2 separate regions of the Gossypium arboreum genome follow, and region 2 is linked to region 1. The links are chromatin contacts, called in public Hi-C maps. All regions are on one chromosome and are shown on one strand. The core of a region is the stretch at or near the end of the contact, and the rest is flanking DNA. Distances in the headings are between cores, read along the strand shown.

Region 1 (4,423 bases), core at 645-3,144:
TAGTCCTTTTGAAACCCTTATTCCATCTTGGAAACGCAAAAGCAAAGTAACACATTCGCAAAAAAAAATTCACCTAGCAGTGGAAACAAACATCTTTGCAACACACACTTAAAACAGTCTGCATAATCAAAAGATAACCAGGTGCTTAGCTATAAAATAGTATGAAATGGAAAGATATGATATCATTACTGAAAAAAGGGAGAATTTACAGTTGAGAAAAAGTACAGAACTCACCACTTCAGCCCCATCATTTGTGAATTCAAGAAATGATCCCACTGCCCTGGCAAAACAAATGTCTAAATCATGTAAACAAACCCCCAAAAGTTATTTCCTAACAACCAACAAGATCAGCAATAAAGTATCACGAGGGAAAAAAGGTTACTTTAGGGCAGCAACTCTGACACGATTGCTTGTCTCATCCTGCAAGCACTTGAGCAGAAGTGCTTGCAGGTCTGCAAAATGAGGTCTAAAGGTGCTCCCAATTGTTTCAGTCAAAGAGCTGAAAAGGATCAAAGCCACCTTATATCACCAGAAGCAGACAGATACATTTGTTAGTCCATAAAATGGAAATGGCATGAACTGGACACGAGAAATGAGAGCTGCTATCTAAAGAAAGCTGATACCGTGCAAGGTCCAGTTTCAGGCCAAAATGACACAAATAGGAAGACATGATTGACTACAACAGCATGCAAGCACAGATGTCCATTAAGGGAAGTTAATATGTCATGATAAACTAGATGAAGATCCTACAAATGACTTCATGTCACAAGAAGTTTTCTTGGCCTATCAGAGCACCAAAAAATCTGTCATTCAATTTAAACTTAAACTTAAGATAACATGCATTATACCAGTCAAAGAACCCTTCATGCTAACTACTTTGTTACACTTTTATGAAATGCAGCAAATTGATATTTCTATTATTGTGCATAAAATATGCATTTTAACTCTTTTTCTACTGATAAGTATGATGAGCAAATAACATCATTTACTATAAGCTTGTACTAACTACTATTTCTTGGCTAGATTGCATTTGGTAAAGAAGCGCTTCAGATATCAATTTTGGCATAAATTGCATAATTGAACACATAAATATAAGACTTTCTTGATTACTTCCAAAATTCATGGATTTCTTGATCCTACTTAATAGTGAATTTTTTAGCAATGCAACAGAGTCAACTTTCCCGAAAACATAAATCAAAATATTACTTCTCTATGATCTTCCTGTGGACTTTGACTACACTGAAACAGAAACGGCAGCAGATCAGGCCATTCTCCAGCTGGAACAGCGTATTTCGCAACTATACTCACTACGTTCGCGCTGGCTCGCCTCACTGGTGGACTGTCAAAAATCAAGCCACCGAAAATCGAATTAAATTCCAATTGGCGATCAAAAGCAATAAAGAAATAATAAAAAAGTAAATTCCAATAATAAACCTATGTTCCATTGTGATGCTTTCAATGAGGGACTGCTTGACAAGTTGCTTAACCTGAGGAGCGAGCTTAGCCCAGTGTCCAGTGATCTTCTTCCTTAGGAGAACTGCGGCGAGTTGACGGACGTTGGGAGTCTTGGCAGTGCGAAGGTGCTGAACGAGAGCCGGAACGACTTGCGGATCCTTCGCCAGCCGCTTAATTTGATCCTCCGCTTGCCTCCTTGCATCGTTGTCTGGCATTAAGAATTGAATCAACAACAGTTCTAGGGATTGTGCCATCGTTGTCTAGCTTGAGTTTGAGTTGGAGGAATTGGAGATGGTAGAGAGGGAAATGGTAGTAAACCCTACTGCGGAGGCTGCTGCCGAATATGGTGAAGGGTTTTTGCTTCCCTTCTAAGTTTATATCCTTTGATGGGCTGAGCTGTTTTTGGGTCTTTAAAACGAGGGAATGTCATTCAGATTTTCTATTACGTATTTAAATACATTGAATATAATGTATTTAAATTTTTTGGGTAAATTGTTAAAATAATCACTGCTCAGGTTATAATTTAGTCATTTATATTTGAAATGTTACGTTTTAATCACTTATATTATCTTATTTTAACATTTTAATTATTGAATCATTAATTTTTATTAAATCATTATCTCAAATGAAAATATTAAGTTAAAATATATAATTAATCGTTATATTTTTTGTTTTGAACAATTTAATTTTTCTTCTTTTATATTATTTTTTCTTTATTTTTATTCACTTCTACTTCTAGAGAAAGTGGACACCAATAAGCTGATAGGTCAATGCCTGACCAAAGACAAAGGAGGAAGCCGTCATAGAGGGAGAGAGAAAACAACATGAGGAGGGAGAGGAGTAGAAGAGCTATCGCTGCCAAGATATATACTGGGCTGAGAGCTCAATGAAATTATAATCTACCCAAGCACTGTGATAACAATGAGGTCCTCAAAGCTCTTTGTGTTGAGGCTGGTTGGGTTGTTGATCGAAAGGTACCTAATTTACCCTTCTCTTCTTCTTTTCACTACTCACAAAAGGGTAGATTTGTTCAAACAAAATGCAACTCTTTTCCTTCTCTACTCATTTTGTTTTAGTTGTAATTTAGTTGGATCTGGTTCCCATACCAATTTTAATTAGTTTGGTTATGCTTTCTGGGTTTTTTTTACTTGATTTGCTTTATTTCTGTTTGTTTTGGCTTCTGTTTGATCGCTTGGAATATTGGAAAAATCAACAGAAAGTCATACATGAAAACAATAGTTCCCACTTAAAGACAATAACTGTTGGAACTGAAACTTTATTAATTGGACTGTGAACAAATTTTCTTGATCAGCTTTTGTTTTTCCTGTATAATCCTCTTGAGCATTAATGTGTTGATTAGTTTTGGTTTTTCATTGGATTTGCTGTTTAGGGATGTAAGCCACCTCCGATTGATATAGCAATCAATTTAGCTAAAATTACCCCATATTCTTCCCAAAATCCTAGTCCTTTATCTTCTGCATTTCCAAGTACAATTCCTTCATGTCAAGTCAGTCCTTCCTCCACTTCCTTCCCCATTCCCACTAGGGCTGCTGCAAATAATTCGTCTAGTCTCATTCCGTTCTTTCGAAGCACCATTCCTTCGTCTCTTCCTCCTCTCGGAATCTCTAATAGTGCCCTTGTGACACCACCACTTTCTTCTCCAACCTTCAAAAATTTTAGGTAAGAAGTAGAAAAGAATGGAAAATAAAGAAAAAAAAAGGAAAACTAAAAGAACATAAACGAAAAAATTAAATTGCTCAAAACAGAAAAAGGACCAATTGCATAATTTAACCTAAAATTTTCGTTTGAAATGATTATTTAACATGCCACGTCAGCTTACTGTCACACCATTAATAACAGTTAATATCTAAGTGACTAAAATGTTACAACACGATAATGTAAGTGACTAAAACGTAACATTTCAAACATATGTGACTAAAAAGTAATTTGAAGCTAACAAAAGTGACTATTTCGGTAGTTTACCAAATTTATTTTTGAACATGACAATATTTAATTTTTTCTTTAAAAACATACATCCGCAATTACAAGTTTATAAAATTTAGTTGAATAATCAAGTACAAACCGAAGCTCAACATTACATCTAAGATCCATGCAACATGAAGCACATCGATAACAAACTTTGCCAATCTAGGTTTATAAACAAAATTAATAAAATAAAATAAAACCTACAAAAGTTTGAGCCTCATTAAACAAATAAAGATAAACCTAGCTTTCATGAGTTAACTTAGTAATTATAAGATATTACTTTTAAAAATATATAAGATAATTATCAAATTCAACAATAATATTTTTAAGACCCATTTCATGAACAAGCTCCTAGCCCATGAAAATTGCATAAGCCATAACCTAAATAACTTGCGCACACTCGCATGGAAACCTTGTGTATCCTCCAAGCTCCATGCTATCTCTATTCCACATGATGGCTTCTAACCCAACAACTCGCTCGTTTAAGTCAAGTGCAACATCAGCATTAACCTTAAGGCAATGCATAACAATTGGCTATCAATGCATCTCTCTCATATGTTGCGGAAGAATTAACCAATTTAAGAGATTATGAATCTTATAGCCAGCACGTAAGCCTATTGCATAGTTAAGGGCAATATGCGTCAAGATATGTCTTCCAGTAATAAGTTCATTATTGTAGACATTTTAGAGTTGCCTTAAAGAACACCACTAAATTTTGAAAACCTCTTTTTCTAGAACCCTCATAGCAAATCAAGCTAGTTAATGCATAATGTGACATCAAAATGTAAAAGTGAATCAATAATACCTGTTGATCGCATCTCTGTATACGTACATCGAGTAGGGAAATATGCATGTTAGAATTAAGTGACCCAAATTCTTATTTAAATAAAATACGATGGAAAATAAAATAAAAGTAAAATCCATATAGAACTAGACTTCTTTTATTTTATTTTAGAATAAGGTTTTTAAACCTTATTAAACT
Region 2 (4,423 bases), core at 1,409-3,908, 190 kb after region 1:
CAGTGGGGGAATAACCTATCACATATAAGTTTATAAAACATTCTCCAATTCCCTTGGTGAGACAGAACCAGTTGTTGAATTGTCCCAAGAAATACCTCTTGCCGAGCAAGCTTCAGCTCAGCCTCCAAGGGTGCAAGAATTGCTTCAATTGGAGGCATATCATCGTCCTTTTGAGCAGCATGAACCCTCCGCAGAGTGGCCTCAGCTGCAAACTGAGCAGCCATGGATGCCTTCTTCTCATCATTTATTTTCTTGATTTCTAGGTTCTGGAGAACATGTTTCACAACTTAATATAACAGAACAACAGAAAAATAATATGGCTTGAAGAAATTTTTGAAGTCATACCTTGCTTTCCAGAAGAGATTCTGTCAGTTTAAGCTTCTCCGCCATTTTTGAGAGATCATCAGTGAGCTATGATACAAAAGAAAACAAATTTAAAATAAAGTCAGTCTCCATCTCAATTATCAGTCTCCATCTCAATTACAAAAGGTGTTACAAAAATTCTGGGTCAGAAGACAGATATAAAACCAAATTTCAGATGTGTCCAACACCTTATATTATATATTGAGTTAGTACTGAAGAAGGAAAAAAAAAAAAGATACCGAAGAAGAAAAAAAAAAAAGATAAACTAAAGCCTTTGATGCAAGAGCGTTGCGAAGTGTTGAAGACCTCTAAATTACATAAAGATCACGAATTCTCCCGAACAAGACAAGATCATTTGCAATACGCAGAAATAGCAAGTCATAAAACAAAAAGTGCAATAGATCATCAGAATCTCTCAGCATGAGAGCCAAAATTTCAATCATGAGATCACATGCTACCCTAAACCTCATCAAACAATTAAATTTAGAAAGAAAAAAACATACATGGGAAAACAATTTGATAGTTATAGGAAGAAGATAACATGCATGGAAGAACATTTGGTCTAATAAAAGAACTAACATAAGTTTTAGATTGCAGGTAGCACGAAATTTTGTAACAGCTTTAATAGTGACAAGTCAAACAACATTAGAAGACAGGAAAAAGCAACTGAACGATGCAAAACCTTAAATTAATTTTCCATAATATGCAATCTTAAAATAAAAAGATACAGATACTACAAGGAATCTGACAAAGAAGTCTGATAAAGCATTAAAAAATTATTCATAATTGTAGATGAGACGGCCCATCACTGACTTTCTAAAATTACTAACCAATAACAACGATGAAACTCTACCAAACATGACTTCAAGAGTAAAATGCACAGTAAATTGTTCACCCAAATACCAGAAAGCCAACTTTCCAACCATACAAAGAACAGAGATTTGCTATCAGCAATGAAGACACAGGCAGGCAGAGCAAATTTACATATAAAGTTTACAGGATCTACTTCAGTAAAACTACAATATACAGTGATATACAAACAGCCTATGTTACTGGGTCACGAAATGAGTGTCAGATAGGAGTAGCATTCGACATGGGTATGTTAGTTTTCTACGTATTTGGAGAGTCCGTGGAGCGTCATAATCTCCATAGACCAATGTATGGATGCGCATCAGCACTAATAATTCATGAAAATTGAAGAGTGGAGAAACATAGCAAACAGCCCCTTCTTCCATCAGTTTCAGCAGATTATCCATCACTAAACTTCAAATAAATTGAGTTCTTTTTCCCCAGAAATCAAACATCCAAAAAAGGGAAGGAAAAGCAGTGAACTTTCCACTAAGAACAGACATAATTTAACGAAAAATAAGAAAATTTCAAAACATTTCGAAATAAATTACTACTTTTAACTACCAGTATTACTAAGGCGTTTTCACAATTTAATTATTTTATTAAATTAAAACCTAATAATTAATAATAATAATTTAATCAACCTCTTCGACAGCCTTTTCTCTTAGCCTTTCAGACATCCTTAATGCCTTAATTTCGGCTTGTGCTTCTCCCAATTCTCTATCTTTATCTGTAAACATATCCAAAATATTAAAATAAAAGGAAACGGTTAACCGTTAACTAAAAGCAGCTAAATTGAACCGAATCGAGGCGAAAAACAACTAGATCGAGCCACATTCCAGACCTCTAACTTCATTCTCCAACCGATTAAGCTCAACTTTCACCGGATCCGAACCGTGAAGCAACGTAATGAAGTCGTTATCCGCATCGAAGCTAGGTCTGACAGTTCTCCTCCTCGACGAACCTTTCCCTCCACTCTCCTTAAACGGCGCCGACACCGCCAAAGGCGGAGGTGCTCCCGACGTGGTCGAAGTCATCCTCACCGGCGACTCACTTCTCGCATTGCCTGTTACCTCTGCCGCTTCGCCGGCAATCTCCGCCATCTCTGATCCAAACACTTCCTCTCACCACTTCAAATACAAAAAAAAAAAAAAAGAAGAAGAAGAAAAGTAACTCTTTCCACGCAGAGTAGTTCTCTTCACATCTAAACCTTGAAGTGGATCCAAAACGATAGGGTTTGAAAATCAGTTGAAATACACAACTGCTCAGCAGATTCTCAGATAATAGAAAAGATAGAGTGAAGAAGAATGGCTTTAGAGCTGAGAGAGAGATAAATCAGTTATATATAAAATAATAATAATGTTATTATTATTATTTTCTCTCTGTAGATTATGGATTTTAAAATCTGGTTACAATGACAGAGTGAGGAGAGAGAAAGGAAGAGAAATGAGTGATGGAGACTTAATTAATTAAATTAAATTAATGGAGTTGCTGAAATTAGAGATTACTGTGTGTGTTTAAGCAGTGAAATCTGCTGCTGGTTGCGCTTCGAAAATTGATTCCACCTCTTTCTTTTTCCGATGCTTAAAATTGCGACAGCCTTTTTCTATTTTCTCTTTTCTAAAATTACGTTCGCAATAAAAATTAAAATATATCTTTCAGAATTTTCCAAATATTTTTTGATTTCTGATTATTTTTAATTAAATAACAAATTACATTCACAATAAAAATTAAAATAAAACAAATTATAACTGGGATTCGAAATTTGCTATTTTTGGTAGCTGGCGTGTCTCGGTTACTTTACCCAAAGGGGAAAAGTTTGATAGAAAATCTCTATAAATATTATTGGCAACTCGGATTTAGCATTAAGCAATAGTGTTTGAACTTTGTCCTATTTGTGCAATTAATTATAAATATAATATTATGTTGTGCACATTATGATTAGAGTTACATATAAATCGGATCAATTGAAATTCGATTTCAAAATATATTTTAAATTAAAGTCCATTTTCAGCCTGAGTTAGACTGTTGCTCGTTTTATTATTTTAAAATAATAAAATAATAAAATATATTTTAATTGTTATTTTATGTATTTTTATTTTTTATTTTTTAAAAATAATTTTATTATTTAAATTGAATTCAAACTGAGTTAAACTGGATCGACCTAAAGTGAAAAATTATTATTCAAACTTAACTTAAATTAGGTTAGGTGAATTATGTAACTTTTGAACAGGTCTAATCACAAATTATTGTGATATGTGAAAACATTTCTGTCCAACAAAACCAAATGCTAAGGTTTTACAAAATATAATTTAAATCAAAATAAATTTTATTAGAGACTCACACATAATTTATATTACATGTATCTCAAATTTTAAATTTTAAAAGCTTTATTTTTACAATTAAATTAATAACGATTAAAAGAATTTGAGTTTTTATTTTTATTTTTAAGAATGTATTCAAAAATTATTGGACAATTGGATTTGGTGCAAGTATTTGTAGATACAAATATGTGGTATGTTTGATTTACACCATCCACTTCTCAAAAAAAGTGTGAGAATTGGGTAATCACACAAGTAATTTATAAATAATTATACTCAAATCAAATGATCATAAAAATTTTAAACATATTCTTGAATTAAGTTTAAAATGTTATTTCTATACATTAATAATATTAGTGTTTTAATTTTTTAAGTTATATTTTATTTACTAATCTTATTAAAATAATTTGAAATTTTTATTAACAAAAGATAATTTTTCATACATTTTGACATGCTAAATAATTAATAAAATTATATATTATTTATTACTAATTATTTATACTTAATTAAAACCAATCAATAATAACAACTAGTATACATTATGAAATGTTAGAGTAATTAGATAAAATTGTATTATATTGTCAAATTTTTTGGCCTAGCATATTACATACGATGATTTAATTTTAAAATTTTTATTTAGAGTTTTATCTCTAAAATTATAATTTTAAAATTTAAAATTATGTAGTTGTATAGTTATTATCGGCACTATTAAAAACACATCTAAATTTTTTATAATTAGAGATATAATTATTTTGATAATAATTACAATTTTATTCTAGAACCATGTAGTGTTTAAATATGCCCAAAAATAAAAATAAAAAAGAAAGAAAGAAAGAAAGATATACTATAATAAATTTTGAATTATGCTTGAATTTATAATGTTTTAATTT

What was found. Hi-C and Micro-C count contacts between places; a contact is called where the count stands out from the background.
Region 2: a contact with region 1 is called in a Hi-C map of leaf, with 3 times the contacts expected there. The contact joins the promoter of LOC108453314 here to the promoter of LOC108453385 in region 1. A contact is called at or near these places in 2 of 5 Hi-C or Micro-C datasets (both in leaf).

What each region holds. Positions count from the first base shown.
Region 1 is chr5:45,537,673-45,542,095 of ASM2569848v2, forward strand. LOC108453385 reads right to left here and starts at 1,895. Exons shown (of 21, transcript XM_017751456.2): 1 at 1,435-1,895; 2 at 1,207-1,339; 3 at 383-519; 4 at 235-280. The coding sequence starts at 1,709. It also overlaps the pseudogene LOC128292666.
Region 2 is chr5:45,727,707-45,732,129 of ASM2569848v2, forward strand. LOC108453314 (microtubule-associated protein 70-4-like) reads right to left here and starts at 2,659. Exons shown (of 11, transcript XM_017751340.2): 1 at 2,057-2,659; 2 at 1,857-1,942; 3 at 346-411; 4 at 96-266. The coding sequence starts at 2,315.